Linked DNA regions of Mus musculus: all the other regions are linked to region 2. The links are chromatin contacts, called in public Hi-C and HiChIP or PLAC-seq maps. All regions are on one chromosome and are shown on one strand. The core of a region is the stretch at or near the end of the contact, and the rest is flanking DNA. Distances in the headings are between cores, read along the strand shown. Region 1 has its middle 32 kb from the start of Amer2. Region 2 holds the start of Mtmr6 (myotubularin related protein 6). Region 3 holds the start of Atp8a2 (ATPase, aminophospholipid transporter-like, class I, type 8A, member 2).

Region 1 (2,935 bases), core at 304-2,803, 140 kb before region 2:
CCCTGTTTCTCCAGCAACAGTTGTGGCTGCCATCTCCACACACTCACTGGTCTGCATAGGCAGCTCACAGGTGCATCTTCTAATGCAGTCCCCCCGCTACTCTGTGAAGCAGGTGCAATAGGCTCCCATGTACATCTTCTCCTGTGCTCCTCCCATGTTCTCTGTGAAGCAGGTGTTATTTGAAATGCAGGAAGAGAAAGAAATGTGTACGAGACAAATGGCAGAAGCCCAGCCGAGATTGGAAACTGTGCCCTGAGGCTAGCAGATGGCTCAGCTGGTTAAAGCATTCGATGCCAAGTCAAGCCTCATGACCTGGGTGGTATCACAGGGACCCACATGTTGGAAAGAGAGAACAGATTTCTACACATTGTTCTCTCAATTCTACTTGTACGGCATGGTACAGACGTACCCATAAACCTACAACCACCCAGCCTGGCCCAAAAACAAAACAAACAAACAAACAAACAAAAACAATTAAAGCAAATTTAAATAGAAGAAGAAAATGTAATAACTTAAAAAAACAAAACAAACCAACCAACCAACCAACCAAACAAACAAAAAAACCCTTTGCCCTCCCTTGAGCTTTCTTCCATGATGGCATGAGGGGTTACAAGGAAGGCTCTGCTTAGATCCTCCAGGTAGGCCATCTGCCTCTGCCATTTACAACCCAGAACTGTTCCATAACCTCTGGGCCTCAGTCTTCTCACCTGTGGGATGGAAACAATGCCTATATCACAGTCCTCGGAAGGTTAAAGGAAATGAACACACAGTGCATGGTGGCAGAGAAAGCACCTTCCTTCAGCCTTCCTATGGGCACATCTATGTGACGATGCCCATCATGGCTCTGGATGTCGAGTTTCCTTCCTCCCCGTGGTCCTGGCAGGAGTGGCGTGGGGTCTTCTCCCGCACAGATGGAGTAGTGTCCGTTATGTCAGGCTCCTATCTCTGTGATGCTCAGATGCTCAGTAACTCGACTCCTCATCAGATAAAGGACAACAGTGACTTTCGTTCCCACTTCACTCTTCACGGGAGGAAGAAAAAAAATTCAAATCTGGTAAGACAGAGTGCTAACACACTTCAAAGCTCCCGTTACATAATTCAAAGGGAGTTTAGAGGCTTGCTTTATTTATCTTAAATTATTCACAGCATAAGTCTTTAAAATATTTAAACTCCAATACCGTCAAAGAGGAATGCTGATGGAGTGTTTTCTACAGAGAAAGGAAAGCGGCAATAAGGATGCATGGATGCGTGGGTGCGTGGGCCAGCCAGCACAAGCATCAAAGGTGCTCCTACACGCTCCACTTTCTGGACTGAGGAATGCTTTCCTTTGGGGATTGAGGTTTTGCCAAATGAGATTATTTTTTTTTTCAAATGTTGCTCCCAAGGAGGAGCCTTTAGCAGAACATGCAAAGATGTGAAGAAGTGGAAATGCCCTTCCTTCTATAGCTAATGAAACCACTCATTAGCAGAACACCGGGGTGCTACTAGCTAGACACTCCTGCAGCTGGCACTCATTCTGAGAAGGATGATTCATTACCATGGTTACTGATGCTGGAAATATTACCTTCCGCAATCAGCATGCACACAGATCCTTTAAGGGAGTGTAAAAATCAGAGCACTGTAAACAATTCGTGAAAATTGTCAGCTGCTGGGGGCTGAGCTTACACAATGCTACCCTCAGGGCATCAAAGCAGAGTGCATCTTCCAGAGGCAAGACAGGAACACAGGCTCCACTCCCTGAACCCACCCCCCCACCTCCCACCCCTGCGCTACTCCGTTCCCCCTCCTCTACCCCTCCCCCACAGGCTTGTGATAAGGAACCTGGTAGACCCGACATCTGCCTGCCTGATTAGTGTTTTTATGAGCAAGTTCTGCTTTGCCAAGTGCACAGTCAATGCACAGTCAGCTTTGCAAACATTCTTGGTAAACGATTGCCCATCATGCTGAATGAAGTATTGCTAAAGTCCAATGTGGTTCCTTGGAAACAAGGTAGGATAAAGAACTTTAGGAAACAGACCAAAAATGCCTCAGGCTTGGAATGATTGCCTGGCCACAGATTTGATCCCAACCACACGGGGGTGGGGGTGGGGGAATGGATCCACACAAAAAGTAAACATTAGAAAAGAAGCAAGAGGAAAGGAAGGGAATGGGGAGGGGGAGGGGACTGGGAAGAATAGGGGTGTTGGGAAGATGGGGAGGGGGAAGGGAAAGGAACTAACTAGGTTTGTTGTTGTTTTGGTATGATTGTTTGGTGGGCTTTGGAGACAGAGTTTAGGGTTTCTCTGTGTAGCCCTGGCTGTCCTGGAACTCACTCTGTAGACCAGGCTGTCCTTGAACTCAGGAATCTGCCTGCCTCTGCCTCTCAGTGCTGGGACTAAAGGTGTGCGCCACCACGCCCACCTAAGAAACTAGTTTTGAGGAAGGGAAACTTGTTCCAGGCATACAGATTTTGATTTCAGCTGCTCTGGATTATTTCCCAACTTTGGGAACGGGAAAACAGAGAAGCCATCTCTGGGAAATGTCTGGGTGTGAGGGAATCGCCCCTGCCGATTCTCAGCTCTACGGCAGGAGTATTAGCGCCTTCTGGCACTTCCTGCTATATCATAAGATCTTGTCCAAACTCAACAGATCCCTGAATTCACAACCTCGTTTGTAAGTCACCCTCATGTGAGCACACTCTGGCGAGAAACCTCCCCTCTGCAACACAAACCTCTGTGAGCATCTCTGTGCTGGAAGGTTTATGTCAACTTGACACAGCTAAAGTCAGCTGAGAGGAGGAGACCTCAACTAGGAAAATGCCTCCAAAATAACCAGGGGTAGGGCATTTTCTTAATTAATGAAAGGCCCTGATCACTGTGGGTGATGCCACCCCTGCGCTGTGGTCCTGGGTTTCTATGAGAAACCATCATCACTATCACCATCACCACCACCACCA
Region 2 (2,891 bases), core at 337-2,836:
AGGTCATTTTGTAACTAATGAAGGGAATCATCTAGATTTTCCCACCAGTGCTCACTTAGTGATCAGGGTGTTTTTAGTTCACTGGATTCTGTTTGCTTTCACTGATGTGTGTGTGTGTGTGTGTGTGTGTGTGAGAGAGAGAGAGAGAGAGAGAGAGAGAGAGATTCTCAGCAGCAAACAAGCAATGAGGTTCAGAGTAGAAGGCAGTTTCTGAGCCGACAGCTGTTAGGGCCCTGTGACAGGGACAAGAAGGGCTCCCATGCTCACTCTCATTCTCTTCCCTGCCTTAGCACCCTCTGCTGTACATCGAATCATCCTCCCATTTTCAAATTTTAAATGTCAGCAACTTAAACGTTCCTTCTCTTTAAATAAATAAATAAAATCTGCCAAGCAGTGGTGGTGCACACCTTTAATCCCTGCACTTGGAATCAAAGGAGGATAGCTCTCTGTAAATTCAAGGCCAGCCTAGTCTACAGTGCAAGTTCCAGGACAGCCAGAGCTACACAGAGAAACCTTGTCTCAAAAAAACCAAAATTTTGGAAGAGGAGCACCTCCACATTTCCTACAAATAGTATAGGCAAACTCCAAAATAAATCCTAACAAAAATTCATGTTATGTTATCCATAACATCAAGGACTGTGAAGCGTTTTAAAGAATAATGAAGAAAAAAATGCAGTTTATTCCCAAATGACCTGTAACTTTAAGACCTTTAGGACAGACAGTAAGTGACAGTTAAGGCTCTGGCAAAGCCCAGAGAGGTGTTTTTCCTCATCTTAAAAGGTCATTCACGCCCTTTGATCTCCATTTCTGTTTTGGCCCTTTCTGAGGCTGAAGTTTGGCCATTCTCTGAATTCTTCTCACACAGAAAAATTAAGCACGGACTTGACAAACAAGCTCAGTTATAGGAAAGTTCCATGGACCTTTTACAATATGACACAGCCTTTCTTTCCCCTTCTGCATAACTGCTGTCAAGTTGGCTCCCTACACTTAAGACAATGCCTAAAGTTGGAAGCACAGAAGTATCAACTCTAAGTGTCTGGAGAACTAGAAAAGTGAGTGGCCTCGGATGCGCTAATATTTGCACCGCGGAAAAGAGCGGGCGGGGCACTTAAACCAGAGCAAGACTGGTTCAAGAACAGCACAGCACTGATGGATAACTGGACCCACCAGCCTGGGGGCGAGCCAGGCGGCGATCGGCCGAAATCCCCCAAAGTAAAAAGCAGCCCCAGTCTTGTCCAAAAGAGCAAAGCTCGCTGGGCGGCCACCGTTTGCCGACTCCCCAAGCACCTCCTGCCAAGGCGCCTGCGCTGTCCACACGGCCTCCGCACCCCCAAACTGCCGGCCCTCAACGGAGGCCCCGCACCCCCAAACTGCCCGTCCGCCTCTGCCCAATGGACCCCGGCAGCTGCGAGGATCTCCCGCCGACTACCTTGGTTGTCCGGATGTGCTCCATCCCGGGGCGACGCCCGCAGGCAGCTGGCCTCAGGAGAGCACCATCGGGAGAGAAACGGGGCGGTGACAGCCACCCGCAGGAACTCCCTCAACCCGGCAGCGTCAGCCACCCCCGCCGCCGGTGGCACTGCGCAGGCGTCATCTGAGAGCTCTGTCGCCTAGAAACACTTCCGCAAATCTTAGCTTCAGAGGGGATCCTGACAGCCGGCTGAGTGTCGCCCATAGAGAGCGTATGCTAGCTGGGCCACATGCATGGCCTGTTGTACAGCGCCCTCTCTGATGGAGGACTGGTATTGCCCCGGCCAACCAAGCTAACCCACATGTTCAGCTAGACAAGGATCAGCAAGAGGGACTAGAAGCTTTTTCTAGGTTTAAAGATATTCCTTTTCCTGACCAAAAGGAATTTTCCAGTGAGTGCGAGACTGGATACCTCTAAATTCCAGGTTAAATTACATTTAGAAACTCATGGAGCACTGGGCTCCTGTAATGAACTATTAAATTCTATTATGATTATCAGTATTAAGTTTGAGTACATTTTGTATGGTCTTTGTTACCAAGGGGCAGGATATTACTCTTACAGGCTTATAGATAAGGCTGCACTTTAATTTAAGATGCTACATGAATGTCTTTTTTTAATTTGAAAGATATTGCTCAGGGTTGGAAAGATGGCTTATCTGTTAAGTTCTTTTTGTTTAAGTTTTTTTTTTTTGTTGTTTTTTTTTTTTTTTTTTTTTTTTGTATGTGAGTACACTGTAGCTGTACAGATGGTTGTGAGCCTTTATGTGGTTGTTGGGAATTGAATTTAGGGACCTCTGCTCGCTCTGGCCCAAAGATTTAATTATTGTTATAAATAAGTACACTGCAGTTGTCTTCAGACACATCAGAAGAAGACATCAGATCTCATTATGGATGGTTGTGAGCCACCATGTGGTTGCTGGGATTTGAACTCAAGTCCTTTGGAAGAGTGGTCAGTGCTGTTACACACTAAGCCATTTCAACAGCCCATCTGTTAAATTCTTATTAGAAACTTTTCTGATCTTTGTCTTTTGTAAATAAACAAAAATGGCTGGGATGGGCAGTTTGCCTTCCTAACGGGTAGCTGGTGTGCTCTCTCCTTGCTTCTCTGGCTGCCTCCTGCAAAAGACCTTTCAATTAAACCAACACTTTTAAACTGTTCATGGCAACCCTGGGGACCAGGAGCTGACCAAAACTTGATTAAAAACGCAGCCTATCTCTGGCTTTGCTTCTGGAATAAGCTTTGGGTCTCAAATCTCTACAACTGTACTTTGCTGTGTTCATGACAGTAACTGCCTCAGATCAGATTTCATCTACTATGTGTTATGAATTGTGGTGTCTTTACAGTTTGTACAAACATTGCTACTCTTATAGAAAGAGCAGTTTGATTACAGAAAGCAAAACTTTTCATATTTTCCTATTAT
Region 3 (2,893 bases), core at 303-2,802, 180 kb after region 2:
TTGCAAACTTTATATGCCCCAGTACAGGGGAACACCAGGGCCAAAAAGTGGGAGTGGGTGGGTAGGGGAGTGGGTGGGAAGGTATGGGGGACTTTTGGGATAGCATTGGAAATGCAAATGAGGAAAATACCTAATAAAAGGTATTAAAAAAAAAGAAGGAGGAGAGAAAAGGACTGTATCTGGCTTGTTACCATGGCCCCGGTGTGTGGTCTGGATGCTGGCCGACTCCAGGCTTACTACTTCTTCACTGGTCTGCATAGTATGTCCACTTGAGATACTCAGTTCGCCTCTCAGATTCTGCTTTCTCCTGCTGGGGATTACAATCCTTGTAGTCAAGTTAAGATGATTGAAACACAAGTGTAGTTTTCCAGATTTTCTTCATGTCAGCAAACAGATATATCTGTAGCTAGCAAATGGGAGTTGACTCCCGTAAGATTCAAGTTTTGCAAATGGTGTGTAGTATACACCTTTTTGATAGAGAAGATGAAGCGTTAGTTGGATGAATAGTTAAGGAAAACAAGGTTCCACTTGCAGAGCTTTGATTCTCCCTAAAGGTTACTTCTCAAGGTGGGCTGCCTTTTCCCAGAGGGGATGCTGGGTTGAGCTTCTCTCTCTCTCTCTCTGTGTGTGTGTGTGTGTGTACACACGTGAGCACACAGTGTAGTATATACTTCTGCATACACCTAAGAAAACTGCTGGGGAGTTAAGCCCGCTCAAAGGCTTCTAAATAAAGCTTGCTGTCAGTTTTATAGAACTGGGAGGCAGGGAAGCTTGTGTAGGAGCCACAGGAACTACTTAAGAAGGAACTGGGAGCTCACATGCTGGACCAGAGCTGGAGATGAAGTTGCTCTTTTGAGGTGATCTGGCTTATTTATGGACACCAGCAGAAGAGCTCGTGCAGGATCGCAGTGGGAGACAAGCTCTGTCCACCTGGTGCGGGACTGATTTCACAGTGGAAGTACTTTCAGCAGTGATGACTTCACTTGTGGTATCTCGCTAGGGTTGTTTGTCTCATTGTGACTAAACATTGTCAAAGGATTCTAGAAAAACCAGGTTCCGAGTGCAAGGACAAGGCGTGGCCTCGGCTAAGTGGAGGTCTTCTGGCTTTGCTACTGACTCCCTTAGCCTCCTCTCCAATCTCAGGCAGACTAAAGCAGCCCTCCTGCCATTGCCCCTGGGCCAACCTGGCAAGCGCGGGTACCACAAGCTACCCGTGCAGCCAGCTCCATCCCCATCTCGCTCTGGGCTGCCAGACTCCCAGGAGCACTGGGGTCGGGCAAGATGGGGTTACCTTGGGTCCACCCGGCCTCCTGAAGGTCCAGGGCAGCGTGAGGTCTCTGGTAAATCCAGAGCTAGAGAAGCCTGGGAACCTTCGCCACGAATCCAGGTTGGGATGAGGCTTGGGGAGGGGGGGTGGGGGGGGAGGGGCGGGGCCTCACAGGTCCACGGCGGGGCGGGGCCCAGGAGGTGGAGCCTATTTACAGGTCGGGGTGGGGCGTCTCGAGTCCCAAAGGGGTGGGGCCTCACAGGTTCAGGGCGGGGCTGAGTGGGGCGGGGCCTGCCGCTGCGGCGGCGGCTGTGGCTACGGTCTAGTCTCCAGGGGCAGGCTAGGTGCATAGGCGGCCCCAGTCTCTCCAGAGCATCCTTCGCGGCTGGTCCCCGCTTGCAGCCTGCTCGCAGCCTCGGGCCTGGAGGCTGATTTCTTTGTGTTTTGTTTTCCCCGCGCCTCGATTCTGCAGGACCCGTTCGTTCTTCTGCGGGCTACAAGAAGGCAGAGGATGAGATGTCCCGGGCCACGTCTGTTGGAGACCAGCTAGAGGCACCGGCCCGCATAATTTACCTCAACCAATCTCATCTCAACAAATTCTGCGACAACCGGATCAGGTAGGAGAACAGGCAGCCGGGTGAAGCTCAATGCTCACATTCACGGGATGGCTTTTCCATCACCCGGGCGGCCCTCAGTTCACTTGCTTTCCCCAGCACTTTGCATCTCTGCCTCCTGCACCCACTTTGAGCCCAGAGGTCCACACCCAGCGCCCAGTGGGCCATGTGAACACAGATGCTGCCTTCTCCTATGCAGAGCTGTGCCCAGCCAATCTGTGGGCCTTATGGAAGTTCTTCTAATGCCACCGATAAAAGTGAAGGTGTCCTCTCACCCCTTACTGCCTTCCAAGAATCTCCATAGTCTCCCTGAAACCTCAATGATGGTTCTCTTTGTCACAGCTCTCTTGAGTAGTTTGCAGAACATCTGTGGGGAAGTGCTTTATAAGGGAATGAATGTGAGTCTCACAGGCTACAGGGACTCACATTTATTTCCCAGTGATCCACTGCATTTGCTAAGGGTCTTCTCATTTGCTAGGAAGTCTTGCCCAGAGTCAGCAGAAATATGAATGGAGGGTAGCATTTTTGTGTCTGCTTTCTGTCAGCTGGCCACTGTGTTAGGCGCCTTAGCTGCGCATCTCCAGTGTCTCATGGAGCAAATCATTGCCTCCAGATCAGGAAACTGGAGTGGAGAGATGTGAAATCTTGTACTACGCTCATATATTAATAGCTACTAAATGGGAAAGCTAGAAATCAAACCCACTTATCTGACTAGCAAGCAAATTCTTGCTGCTGTGCAAAGCTTGTTTCTTAGCTCAGTGTTAGCACACTTTGAGCCACCATTAAACTTTTGAGCTTTGACCAACTTCATGTCTGTGAGTGATTTCTGAGGATAGTTTAGTGTGCTGCTTAGAACATCCTACTCAGGTCTGGATTTCCAGGTTGTTTGTTTGTTTGTATGTTTGTTTTTTGCTTCGGCTAAAACTTTGTGGTTAGATATTTAACTATTACAGTACCTTGGTAATGCCACACTGGCAGCAAGGTCTGGTTGGTCATTTCTATAGCTTGATAG

What was found. Hi-C and Micro-C count contacts between places; a contact is called where the count stands out from the background. HiChIP or PLAC-seq counts read pairs in DNA pulled down with a chosen protein or histone mark.
Region 1: a contact with region 2 is called in an H3K27ac HiChIP or PLAC-seq map of stem cell-derived neural progenitor cells, with 2.8 times the contacts expected there. The contact joins the enhancer-like site here to the promoter of Mtmr6 in region 2. A contact is called at or near these places in 7 of 39 promoter capture datasets (cranial neural crest, frontonasal cranial neural crest, hippocampal neurons and 3 more), 2 of 484 Hi-C or Micro-C datasets (cortical neurons and nephron progenitors), 12 of 115 datasets of contacts at active chromatin or transcription factors (a beta-TC-6 cell line, bone marrow-derived macrophages, embryonic basal ganglia and 8 more) and 2 of 9 other capture datasets (adipose tissue and liver).
Region 3: a Hi-C map of olfactory sensory neurons shows a contact between it and region 2, with 2.2 times the contacts expected there. The contact joins the promoter of Atp8a2 here to the promoter of Mtmr6 in region 2. A contact is called at or near these places in 1 of 484 Hi-C or Micro-C datasets (olfactory sensory neurons) and 1 of 9 other capture datasets (adipose tissue).

The regions. Positions count from the first base shown.
Region 1 is chr14:60,408,724-60,411,658 of GRCm38.p6, reverse strand. No RefSeq gene overlaps it. Among named protein-coding and RNA genes, the nearest start is that of Amer2, 32 kb to the right of the region's middle. Within about 2 kb of position 1,553, at least 47 of the 459 cell types and tissues checked have an H3K27ac peak or open chromatin away from gene starts, as enhancers often do. A contact at or near this core is called in cortical neurons, forebrain, hippocampal neurons and 4 more, where this site is marked.
Region 2 is chr14:60,263,900-60,266,790 of GRCm38.p6, reverse strand. Mtmr6 (myotubularin related protein 6) reads right to left here and starts at 1,586. Exons shown (of 14, transcript NM_144843.4): 1 at 1,430-1,586. The coding sequence starts at 1,453. Gm38641 (a long non-coding RNA gene) reads right to left here. Exons shown (of 3, transcript XR_874661.1): 3 at 2,884-2,891.
Region 3 is chr14:60,085,573-60,088,465 of GRCm38.p6, reverse strand. Atp8a2 (ATPase, aminophospholipid transporter-like, class I, type 8A, member 2) reads left to right here and starts at 1,552. Exons shown (of 36, transcript NM_015803.3): 1 at 1,552-1,884. The coding sequence starts at 1,784. It overlaps 4930563I02Rik (RIKEN cDNA 4930563I02 gene), which reads right to left and starts at 960. Exons shown (of 3, transcript NR_166718.1): 1 at 192-960.